Regions from separate parts of the Sus scrofa genome. Here region 2 is linked to region 1. A link is a contact called in public Hi-C data. All regions are on one chromosome and are shown on one strand. The core of a region is the stretch at or near the end of the contact, and the rest is flanking DNA. Distances in the headings are between cores, read along the strand shown.

Region 1 (5,764 bases), core at 1,215-3,714:
TTAAATAATCAGAGATGGCTTTTTAGATTTCAAGGGGGAAAAAAAAACAACACTCTTCATTCAGTAAAATCACGAACAGCAAAGCTGACTGTTTCATTGACGAAATGTTTTCCAGGGATTTTGACTTTGTTATAAATGAGGTTTTATCTCAGGAACTAAAAATACTAGAAAGGAAGGAAATCAATGAAGGGGCTGAAAATACTAGGAACTATTAACCAAATCCTCCCCTGGCAGTAAGGACTACAGTTTGTAGATGCCTCTGGAAGGCTGAGCAAAGCACAAACAAAAGGAATGATGAGAACCCCTAGGACTTGTTCCGCAGAGAAATCTTACATGCATCCAACCAAAGGGCAAGCCTTCTCCAGAGTGGGCATTTCCAAGCGTGGCAGATCTGTTTTTTGTGTGTAAGTGATTCGCACTATTTTCCATATATTTGTCTACACTTACGTAGATGATCATTTCAGAAAACTTCCATAGGAGCAATTGGAAAGATAATGTCTGACTTTTGTGTGTCATTGACACGCTTCCCGGTGAATATTACAAATAAAAATGTGTTGTAAGTTCTTTTGAAGAAAAGTATCCTTTCCCCTCCTGCCAATTTTGTCAGTTCACTGTCTATTTTGAAACCAGAAAGAAGAGAAGCGAAGCAAACTCTAAAGAAGCAGAGCTAGGCATGTGACTTTTCTGTTTTTCTCTCTTGGAAGAGGCACATTATTTAAAAGGGAGAACCCCCAGTGTTTCCTCTGGATTTTAGGAGACTACAAAAATGTAATAGCCTAGAGGAAAGAAATGAGTCCATAGGATCTTAAATAGAAATGCTTACTTACATGTGAAACATAATCAGCCTCATCACAAAAATATATGTTCATTAGCTGTGTTCTTGCTCCTTTGGAAACGGGTTCATTCATTTCAGTTTTATTTTTCGGCTATTCCTCGATTTTCTTGCCTTTGTTGTGTTAAGGTCTCGTAAACTTGCCAAGGATCATAAATCCCTTTGCAAAGCATGATATGCTGATTTAGGGGGTCCCAATTATGAGTGTGTAAAACTGAATTTTTAAAGAGTTTATTATTATTATTCACCAATATAACACTGTAACAACAACAACAAAAAGCAATTATTAGCAGAGTTCCCAGATTTATGATTTTGCTTTAAATACCTAAAAAAGTGAAAGAGAAGGAGGCTTTATTTCTAAAAGCCTATTCTCAATAACAGGATATTAATACAGTAAAAAACCCATTTGTTCCCATGCCCGACCATGAGATTCTTTCAGCAGCTTTGAAATGAGGGAACTTTTCCTAGTGTGGGCTGAGAAGCTGGAAGCGGTCTTAGAAAAATGGCCAGCAGATGGCACTCCACCCCTGGTTACTACTCCTGGACCTGCTTTTTGGTGCTGTTCTTGGTCTTTTTGACAAGGGTATGGACAGGCACCTTAGAGCTGATTCTGGGTAGTCAACGATATCATCAAAAGATGAAGAGAAGGAGGAACATGATCAAGCCAGGTTGCCACATTTGTAGGTTGTGGGTTGTCTTGCTTTTGAGAAGCTTGCTAGAGCTAAAAAAGAAACATTTGTCTTGGTGTGGGTGGATTTTGGTCTGGCACCACTGAGCAGAAAACAAGACTGTTACTTTGTAGGATTATCCAAATCCTTTCAGGTATTCAGGGAAAAAACAGATTCTTTGGTTAGTGGTGTGATTACAACACCTTCACATACCCTGTGCTAATGAAAGGCATTTTTGTTTTTTCTCAAACCTTTTAACAAAAATTTGTGTTGGCCACAAATCCTAATGATGGGGATGCCCATGGTGGAGGGAGAGAAGGATGTTGACCGTGTGTATTGTGTGGTCGCATGTGTATGTACATTTGTGTATGTGTGCATGATATTATTAGAAATGGGGGAGGCAACTGACAGATGAGTATAATGGTTGGGTGAAGGGGAAGGGTAGTTGGATAAAGGACAAAGAGAGATATATCATAAATACAGAGTCAAATGATCTGAACAGAAATGGGTAGTGCTCAGAACCAACAAAGGATTTTCTTGGCCACTTATCAGGTTGAGAGGCAAGGCAGGGAATTACAGTGTAGATGCCAAAATGCAATGATTTCTGTGACAACTGATATAGAATTGTTGCTACAGAGCATTTGAACTTGGCTAGTCCTCCAAATCAGAGGGGTATTTGGCCACCACACTCTGGGGAGAAAGGGGAAGAAAAGGAAGTTTTCATTTTCGTGGAGGCTTCAAGGTTTTCATAACATAGCTTCCAAATGCAGTAAAAACCTCAAGAAACTGGAACCCAGCCAATCAGAGCCAGAGAGGCAAATAACCAGGAAACAAGTGGCTATCAGGAATGTATTAACAACAGAAATAACAAAACTTCTTCGTGATACATCCTGGAGTCAGTGAAAACCAGCTCTTTGTCTCATGTGCATTTTCTGAAGCTTGACATTTATATACGACAGAAAAATCTATTTTTTGTTTATTCAGCATACTTTGTTAGGATTACAGAATCTGAGTTGGAAATAACAGTGATCTAATGCAAGTGCTCGTTCAAGAAAAAAGTTCATTCCAATGCAGCAATAATAGTTGCTGGTAAGTGCTTCATGGAAGCCAGGAGACATGCTTGGTGCTTTTTCTCTAGCATCTCATTTCATCTTCACCCAAAGAGATCTTCTCTCTCCATGACAGAGCTGTATTTAATATCCCACTTTACAAACAGGTTTCAGAAGGGTTAGGTCACTTGCTCAATATCACACAGTCTGAAAGATGCAAAGATAGAGTTTGGACACCTGGGAGAGTGTGCATTAAATTAGGGTATCTATGTATGGTTCTCAAGCACACATTTTGAGGTAGAAAAGGGATGCTTCTGTCAAGAGGAAAACCTGAGGAGCCTAGAATCCTCTTGCACTTTCCTTAGAGTGCCAGCCCAGGGGAGAGAGATTTGAGGTGCTGAGAAACAGAAGTGTAAACTTACTGTCCCCAAAGAGCTGCAATGAAGGTGGAGGCTGAGAGAACCAATAATTCCTTTTTAGCAGTGAGCTTTGCAACAGCACTCTCAGAGCAGAATACCAAAGCCCACTTACCTGCTAAAGCTCCGTGTAGGACAGAGCTAACCAAGGGTAAGATGGAGTTTCCCCTGTGACTCTGAAATTTGGAGGAAACATACTTTTTCCAGTTTTTAGGTCTTACCTATTTCCCATCATATCTTTATATTGAGTCCTGGTATTTTAGCCATTGCTGGGCAGGAGTATAACCAGAACCCAAAGTCAAGCAGAGATAGCATTTCTGTCCAAGTACCTCCATCATCCTTTCCTTTCCTTCTCCCCTCAACCTTCTTCATACCCTTGAAGGTTCACATGGAGTGGCTTGTCTCAGACACCAAATTCTCTGGGTCAGGCTGTGGGGCAAACTTAGCTTGCTTGGAGAATCATAACCAGACTCATTTGGCTGGAATTACCTTGCAGGTCCAAGTTGATTTCCTGGTTGGGATCATGTTAGGGAAGATTCAGTCTTTGTGCATCCAGGGGTTGGGGATAAGGGTTGGAATACGACCACCATCAGGATCATGTGCAGCACTCTGTAGGACAACAATTTTAATAAGGAAAATTCAAGTGCTTTCTACCTGGATGCTATGATCTCTCCACTCCCCTGCCCACGTTTATGTTTTATTCTGTTCACTCAGCTATTCATTGAGGGCTTAATATCTACCAGAGTCTGAGACTTGGCACTTAGAGGATTTAGGTCTGTTGAGAGTGATAGAGATATAAATGGGCATTTATAGTATCACCATCAGTGCTGGAGGAGGTAAGCTGTGATAGTGCTGGGCAGCACACTTGATTCAATTCTTTTAGTGTGGGTGGAGGGAAGAAGCAGGGAAGGCTTCCTGGAGGAGGTGACATCAAAGCTGAGACCTGATGCTGAGTTGAAGGAACAAGGTGGAGAAGGTGGGACAGACAGTTTCAGGGAGCAGGATGAGGATGTACAAAAGGGCTGGTGGTGAAGTGGGGAAGGTAGGATGCTGGAAACTGCAAATAAGTTATCTGGCTGAGGTTAGGAGAAGCAGAGTTGAAGTTGGAAAGTAGGCTGAATTGAGGTTTGTGAGCCTTGCTAAAGCTCATTATCCAGATGGCAATGGGGAGTTATGGAAGAGTTTAGGGCAAGAGGTTGATTCAACCAACTGCAACTATAGCCTCAGTGGATTTGGAGAGTTGTGTTTTAAGGAGCATCATCTTTCCAAAATATTGGTGCTATCTCCACTCCATATCCACCACTGCCCCAGGCTCTGGGATACAGGGACTCAAGAGAGAAGAAGGTACAGAGTCTCTACTCAAATCGAGCTGTAACCTATAAGGCAGACACAAGAGCCAGAATGCACAACCAAGTAGTCGCAAAAATCAGGAAGAAATAAAACAAACCCAATGAAACTGTATCTTAAAGACTGTTCTTGATATTATTCTTGGGAGAGGAAGCTAGATCTCAGTGAGAGATGATTTTTGGCCAGTCACAGTGAGCAGCCCATGCTGGCAAAAGAAACATTTATAAAGACACAGATTAAACAAAGACGTAGATTTTTCTCCCTCCCCCCGAAGGACCTTACCCCACAAGCATCTTTTCTACAAAGGGAAAACATCTTGCATGTTGTGACCGATTTCCCGCCCGCCCGGCTGTCCTTCTCCAATGGAAGTAATTGGGGGAGAAAGGTCTGCAAGCATAAGCTTTGATGTCTGGGGGAAGGGGGCACCTTTTCAACAAATGTCCGCCGCAGACACAGTGATTGAGAAAGGCACATCCGTTTTGGAAAATGCCTGCTAATTAAATGAATGTTTTCAACTGGAAAGCATGTCTGAGCTGTTAAGATACATCCCTGATGAAGTTGGAAGGAATGCTTTAGATGTTGGCCTGAAACGGGTGTTTTATATACCTGGGCCTCCTCAAGTCTCAGATATCACATCCTCATTCATTCATTCATTTGCTCATTCAACAAAAGTCTGGTGAGCCCCTCTGTGCCAGGCACCCGTGGTCAGGCACTATGGTAGGTGCTGGATCTTCAGTAATGAGCAAGGTTCCTGATGGGAGCTTGTATTCTAATGTGTGAGACAGAACTTTATTAAGAATCCTTTTGTGTTATGTGTTCTTACCTCTAAACACAAGGAAAGCATCCAACCGAGTCTTTAGAGACTGGCAGACATGAGTCCTGGTCCAGTCTTTCTGTTTATTAGCTGTGTGACCTTGAACAGCTGCTTAGCCTTTTCCAGCCTCCCCATCTATAAAGTGGTTATTACAACAGTACCTATCTTATAGGATGAGAGTGACTATTAGATGAGATAATGCATGGAAATTGCACAGTTTAGTTTTTGAGCCATGGCAAGAGCTTGGCACAGGTGTTTTTTGTTTATTATCAAGACCAAGGGCATCAAAGTATTTTTAAAAAGTATTTAACATTTTTTTTATTAATGTATAGTTGATGTACAATGTTCTACCAATTTCTGCTGTATAGCAAAGTGCCCCAATCGTACATATATATACATCCTTAAAAAATATTTTTAAAGTTCCCACTCATGAAAAAAATTGAAGAAAAATAGAAGTCCCTGGAATTAAAAAAGTTATCATCCTCTTACCCTACCAGCCAATGCCAATGATGCATTAATGGAGGTTTCAAGTCACTGCCAAGCCCACTGCCAAGGTTTCAAGTCACTGCCAAGCCATTGCCATGGCTTCAGCATGAAAGAGGAATCTGTTGACGTACCAAGCTACAAAGTCCAGAGTA
Region 2 (5,764 bases), core at 1,966-4,465, 240 kb after region 1:
TAGTATCCAAGCCTCTCTGCAACCTGCATCACAGCTTGTGGCAACACCAGATCCTTAACCCACTGAGTAAGGCCAGGGATTGAACCCATATCCTCATGGATACTAGTTGAGTTCTTAACCCACTGAGCTACAATGGGAACTCCTTGAGGTAGTTCTGGCAGTGTGAATTCACTTAAAGCTCTCCCATTACTTATATTTTTGAGTGAGTCCCTGTCAAGTACTTCAGGAACATGGATTCTAGATTAAGTCACTTTTATGGTGGTCCATACAAATTCAAATTCCAAGAGTTACTTGCTGAATGATTGTGGGAAGGCCTTAGAGCCTCCTTGAACTTCAGTTTCCTCATCTGGAAAATGAGGTACTAAATCGTAGCCCCTTCCCAGGGGTGAAGCACAATCCTGGCATATGGTAAGTTCTCCGCAGATAAGCTATTTATTTTTTTTATCATCATGATGTCATTGACGTGTTTATCATCTTCATCAGACAGCAATCCTCTCCCAAGAGAAATGAAACATCTTGGTAGATCTCATACTAAGTGAAGTAAGTCAGAAAGAGAAAGACAAATACCATATGATATCGCTTATATCTGTAATCTAATATAAGGCACAAATGAACCTTTCCACAGAAAAGAAAATCATGGACTTGGAGAACTGACTTGTGGTTGCCAAGGGGGAGGGAGTGGGATGGATTGGGAATTTGGGGTTAATAGACACAAACTATTGCCTTTAGAAGGGATAAGCAATGAGATCCTGCTGTACAGCACTGGGAACTATGTCTAGTCATATATGATGGAACATGATAATGTGAGAAAAAAGAACGTATACATATATATGTAACTGGGTCAATTTGCTGTACAGTAGAAAATTTACAGAACACCGTAAACCAGCCATAATGGAAAAAATAAAAATCATTATAAAATAAAATAATTAAAAAAATTAAACAAATAAAAGGAATCCAGTTTCCCAGAAAGGAGGCATGAGACAGAGAAAGAAAGAGTTCTGTAGTTGTTCAGACTCTGGTGCCATGATCCCTGGCAGGTAAGTGGGGAGGCCCCAGACTCACCCAGGGATAAAGGCCATCTGCAAAATGAATCACAGCCCTTGGGTGGCCAAGTGGAAGAAGTCAGAGATAGGGAATCGAGCATCAACTTCCAAGGAAGCCAGGCCATCCGGGTGCGGACTGAGATGAAGTCAAGGACTTGTGCAGAAATATCTGGATGAGGATTTTCTGTTCTATCCAACACCAGCCCCCGGGTTCACTCCATGAAAAAAGGGTGCCATGGCCAAGCAAGTGGGGAGACTACAGCACACTCTTCCTCCCTCTTGGAGAGCTATGAGTTTTGTAGTAAAAGCTTGGGGAAGTTTCGCAGTAAACAAATCTATTGAATTTGATTTAACTCAATGTTTTTCCAAACCTATTTACCACTTTTCTTTTTTTTTCCTTTTTTAAAAAAATTGTTTTCTTATAGTTGATTTACAATGTTCTGTCAATTTCTGCTGCACAGCAAAGTGACCCAGTTATACATATACATACATTTTTTTTCTCACATTATCCTCCATCATGTTCCATCACAAGTGATTGGACAGAGTTTCCTGCACTACACAGCAGGATCTCATTGTTTATCTACTCCAAATGCAATAGTTTGCATCTACTAACCGCAAACTCCCAGTCCATCTTGCTACTTCCCCCGCCCCTTAGCAACCACAAGTCTGTTCTCCATGTCCATGAGTTTGTTTCTTTTCTGTGGATAGATTCATTTGTGCCAAATATTAGATTCCATATATGTGATAGCATATGGTATTTTTCTATTTTTTATTTTTTAAATTGAAATATAGTTGATTTTTAATGTGTTAGTTTCAAGTGTACAGCAAAGTGATTCAGTTACACATATATATATATTCTTCTGATTGTTTTCCATTATAGGTTATTACAAGAAATTGAACTTAGTTCTCTGTGCTATACAGTAGGACCTCGTGGTTTATTTATATTATATATAGTAGTTCGTATCTGCTAATCCCCAATTTTATTAGGAAATTGATCCCTCCCCACCCCCTTTCCCCTATGGTAACCATAAGTTTGTTTTCTATGTCCATGTGCCTATTTCTATTTTGTAAATACATTCATTTTTATCATATTTTAGACTCCACATATAAGTGACATCATATGGCATTTGTTTTTCCCTGACTTACTTCACTTAATATGATCATTTCTAAGACTTTCCGTGTTGCTGCAAATGGCATTATTTCCTTCTTTTTTATGGCTGAGTGGTATTCCTTTGTGTATAGGTACCACATCTTTGTCCACGCATTTCTCCAAACCTCAAATCCTCTCCTTTTATTTTATTTCACAAAATAACACATACTTCCCCTGTGTATGCCTTGGGAGAGATTGATTTAGACCAAGAGAATTTAGAAGAATTGTCTTCTTCAAAGCTTGGAGGAAAAAAATATTTTTCTATCTAATCTCTTTGTTTTAAATGCATCCTACCTGGGGGTTCTTGTTGTGGCTCAATGATATGAACCTGACTAGTATCCATGAGGGTGAGGGTTTGATTCCTGGCCTGGCTCAGTGGGTTAAGAACGGGGGTGTTGCTATGAGCTGCAGTATAGGTTTCAGACATAGCTCAGATATGGTGCTGCTGTGGCTGTGGTGTAGGCTGGCAGATACAGCTCTGATTTGACTCCTGGACTAGGAACTTACATATGCTACAGGTGCGGCCCTAAAAATAATAATAAAAAAAAGATAAATGCATCCTACCTGAATATCATTAAAAAAACCTTGTAAATAGGCTCATTACCATTTCTAAATTATTGCTATTGTACCTGAAAGTCTTCATGTGAGGGTCTACAATTATTTTAAATGACTTATTTGAAGGGAAGAATGGGAAGGAGCTGTGTCCACAATATGTGATAATACCAATGCTATTCACAATAATGTAGATACAATAGTAACAATACAGAAATAATAAGCCATGATTATCAATCACGGCTACAATTTGTGAAGCCCTGTCTAGATGCCCTTCCTGCACTAAGTAGGAGACATATATTATCTCAGTTAGTTCTCTAAAGAGGAAGCTGATGCTCAGAGGGGGTCCCAAAGTCATCACTCGAAAGTAGCAGAGCCAGCATTTGAATCCAGGGTCAACGCTCAGAACAAAGCAAAGGCAATCATGTTGCCACCCTGTGTGGACTGCTTGCTAATCATTCCCATCAACATCCTGGATATTCCCAGAGTGAGTCAGGGGGTCACGCCTACTCTCAAGAGCCAGGGCTGCCCTGAGTAATTGGAAGCTGAGGCCCAAATCACTTAAAAATCTTCTCATCCTTCTGCTTGGAAGCCTCATGAGTCACTGAAATGCTGTGTGTGGCTTAGACACTGCCAGGGTGGATGGAAGCTGGTCTCATGCCCCTGCCGTGTCACATGGACCTTGTCCTCTGTGGGCCAGACCTAGCTGAGTGGTGTTGGGGTATCACTTTCGTTTTCTGAGGCTCTCACTGGAGCACACACAGAGTCTTAACATGCACATATGTATGCTTTACTGTACGTGATGGCCCAGGACAGGGACCAGCTATTCCCAGTTTGCAGGAGACTGTCCTGGTTTTAGCACTGAAAGTCAGACATCCTGGGAAATCCTCCAGGTTCTGGCAACCCAGGACAGTTGGTCATCCTAAACAGGTCCTTTTGCCTAGAGATTGACAGGTGAGCTTTGTCTAAAGGTGAGAGGGCCTCAAAAACAACCAGTGTAACAGAAAATTGCAGTTGAAGGTAGCAAGGTCCATTCTGACTATTAAAAACAACAGAAAAAAAAAAAAACACGCTTATTAGAAAAAAAAAATTCAGCACGGTCTGCTTTATTAAATCTAGCACTTTCTTCATTCAAAAAAGTGCTTTTAAAATAATATTTTCTACTCTGCCATTATGAACTAAAGTAATTGCAATAGGAACGGCTATAAAAATCATTATACAAACTAAAAAAAAAAGAATGGCTGTCATTTGAGATGATTTACCCAGCTTCCTTGCGTGCCCATGACAGAGAGCACTTTGCACATTGAACTTGCACAGCAAACCATGAGGTAGGAGCTACTTTGATGCACAACTGACCAGATGAGGAAACTGAGATTCAGGTAAATTAGGTCACTTGCCTGAGGTCATAGATATGAGGTGCTTGCTGCAGGGAGCTTGGACTCATGGGACCTGAGAGCAGGTCCCAGGCCCCAACAATCAGCCATCCTTCTCCCTGTGACAGAGACAGACACTTTGAGAAGGGACCTCTTTGGGTCCTAATCATGCCAGAGTGTAAGTTTCCTCAGGGCAGCTTCTGTTTTATCAGTGTATCCTCAGAGTAGCTAGCACAAGACCTTAGGCCTAGTAGATGCTCAATTAATGTTTGCTAAGTTGGACTGAAGTGAAAATATCTGATTCTCTACATATAGCAAAAAATACTTTGCAGAAAGAAGGCCCTGTCTATTTCAAATAGCTTGTTTTCTTTATTTCTCCATAAGAATAAAATCTATTTTAATAGTGCCTATCTCCCAATTGGCTTGTAATTTCATATATGTATATAATATGTAAATAATATGTTAAAATATATTAAATATAGAGATTATAATTTCTCTTAGATAAATATAATTGTTTTATATATGCATAACTGTTATATATATAATTTTAAAGACAAGCCCATGCTGTGTTATTTGTTTCTGGATCCTAGCTACTAGCACAGTACCTGGCATAGAGTAGGGACTTAATAAATATTTGTTGAATGAAGAATGAATAAATATAGGCTGCTCAGAGGGAAACAGTAGATAGAGCTGTGATGTTCTTAAGGAAAGGTCTCCAGCCACTTTTAAAACAGCAAATGGGTCTTGTCTCAGTCCAATCATTTTGGTGCCAATGGTGGGGCTGCCTCAGCTATGAGGATATTGTCTATGGGTTTTTGTTTCACAGTAGAAAGAAATGTGAACACGTCTTCCACCTTTTCTTTAGGTCAGAATCACTAGTAGCCTCCCTAGTTGGACCCATTGGGAAAATGGCAGCTCATGGAAATTCAGGGTTGGGTCACAGGGAATAGATGAGAAGCCATCCAATGATAAAAATACACACTGCTGAAATGTTATATTCAATTAACTCAATTATACTTCCCCACCACTGTGAGGTTGGTATCATTGCATCACTTATAGATGAGAAAATGAAGGTACAAAAAGTTATATAACTTGGCCAAGGTCATGGATCTTGTAAGTCTGGCTTGAGTCCATGATCTTAACCCCTATAAAGCATTTCCCACAACCTGCAGAACAAAGAAGGAAGAGCTGCACAGGTGGTCATTTCCATAAAACTATTCCATAGTATTTATTGTGCAAGGACCTGGCATTCCCAAAGAATAAGAACCCACATAACTAGTAATATTAAATAATAAAAATTATATATTAAATATTAATAAAAACAATGGCATAGTCAATTATATTTGTAACAATAATTATAATGATATAATAGTAATAATGTTTTTAATAACACCAATATTAATTGAAATAGAAAATATTTTATTAAATATAAATGATCAATACTAGTAGCTACCACAATTGAACATTCACTATATGTCAGACACCTAATGGATATTTACTTGGAGGAAAATGCTTTAAAATTACATTTCTAAAAATTTTTAAATTTTTGAATATTTCAACTTTTTTGAGTTATAGATGGCAAAATTGTAAGGTATTAAAAATTTCTTTATGGTCACTTGACAGTATATGTATACAATGTGAAACTG

What was found. Hi-C and Micro-C count contacts between places; a contact is called where the count stands out from the background.
Region 2: a contact with region 1 is called in a Hi-C map of embryonic fibroblasts, with 2.1 times the contacts expected there. The contact joins two enhancer-like sites. A contact is called at or near these places in 2 of 47 Hi-C or Micro-C datasets (embryonic fibroblasts and epiblast stem cells).

Annotation. Positions count from the first base shown.
Region 1 is chr14:36,617,212-36,622,975 of Sscrofa11.1, forward strand. All of the region lies in intron 3 of LOC106505934 (a long non-coding RNA gene), which reads left to right. Among named protein-coding and RNA genes, the nearest start is that of MED13L, 560 kb to the left of the region's middle. Within about 2 kb of position 2,465, at least 2 of the 83 cell types and tissues checked have an H3K27ac peak or open chromatin away from gene starts, as enhancers often do. A contact at or near this core is called in embryonic fibroblasts, where this site is marked.
Region 2 is chr14:36,854,801-36,860,564 of Sscrofa11.1, forward strand. All of the region lies in intron 3 of LOC106505934 (a long non-coding RNA gene), which reads left to right. Among named protein-coding and RNA genes, the nearest start is that of TBX3, 730 kb to the right of the region's middle. Within about 2 kb of position 3,216, at least 10 of the 83 cell types and tissues checked have an H3K27ac peak or open chromatin away from gene starts, as enhancers often do. A contact at or near this core is called in embryonic fibroblasts, where this site is marked.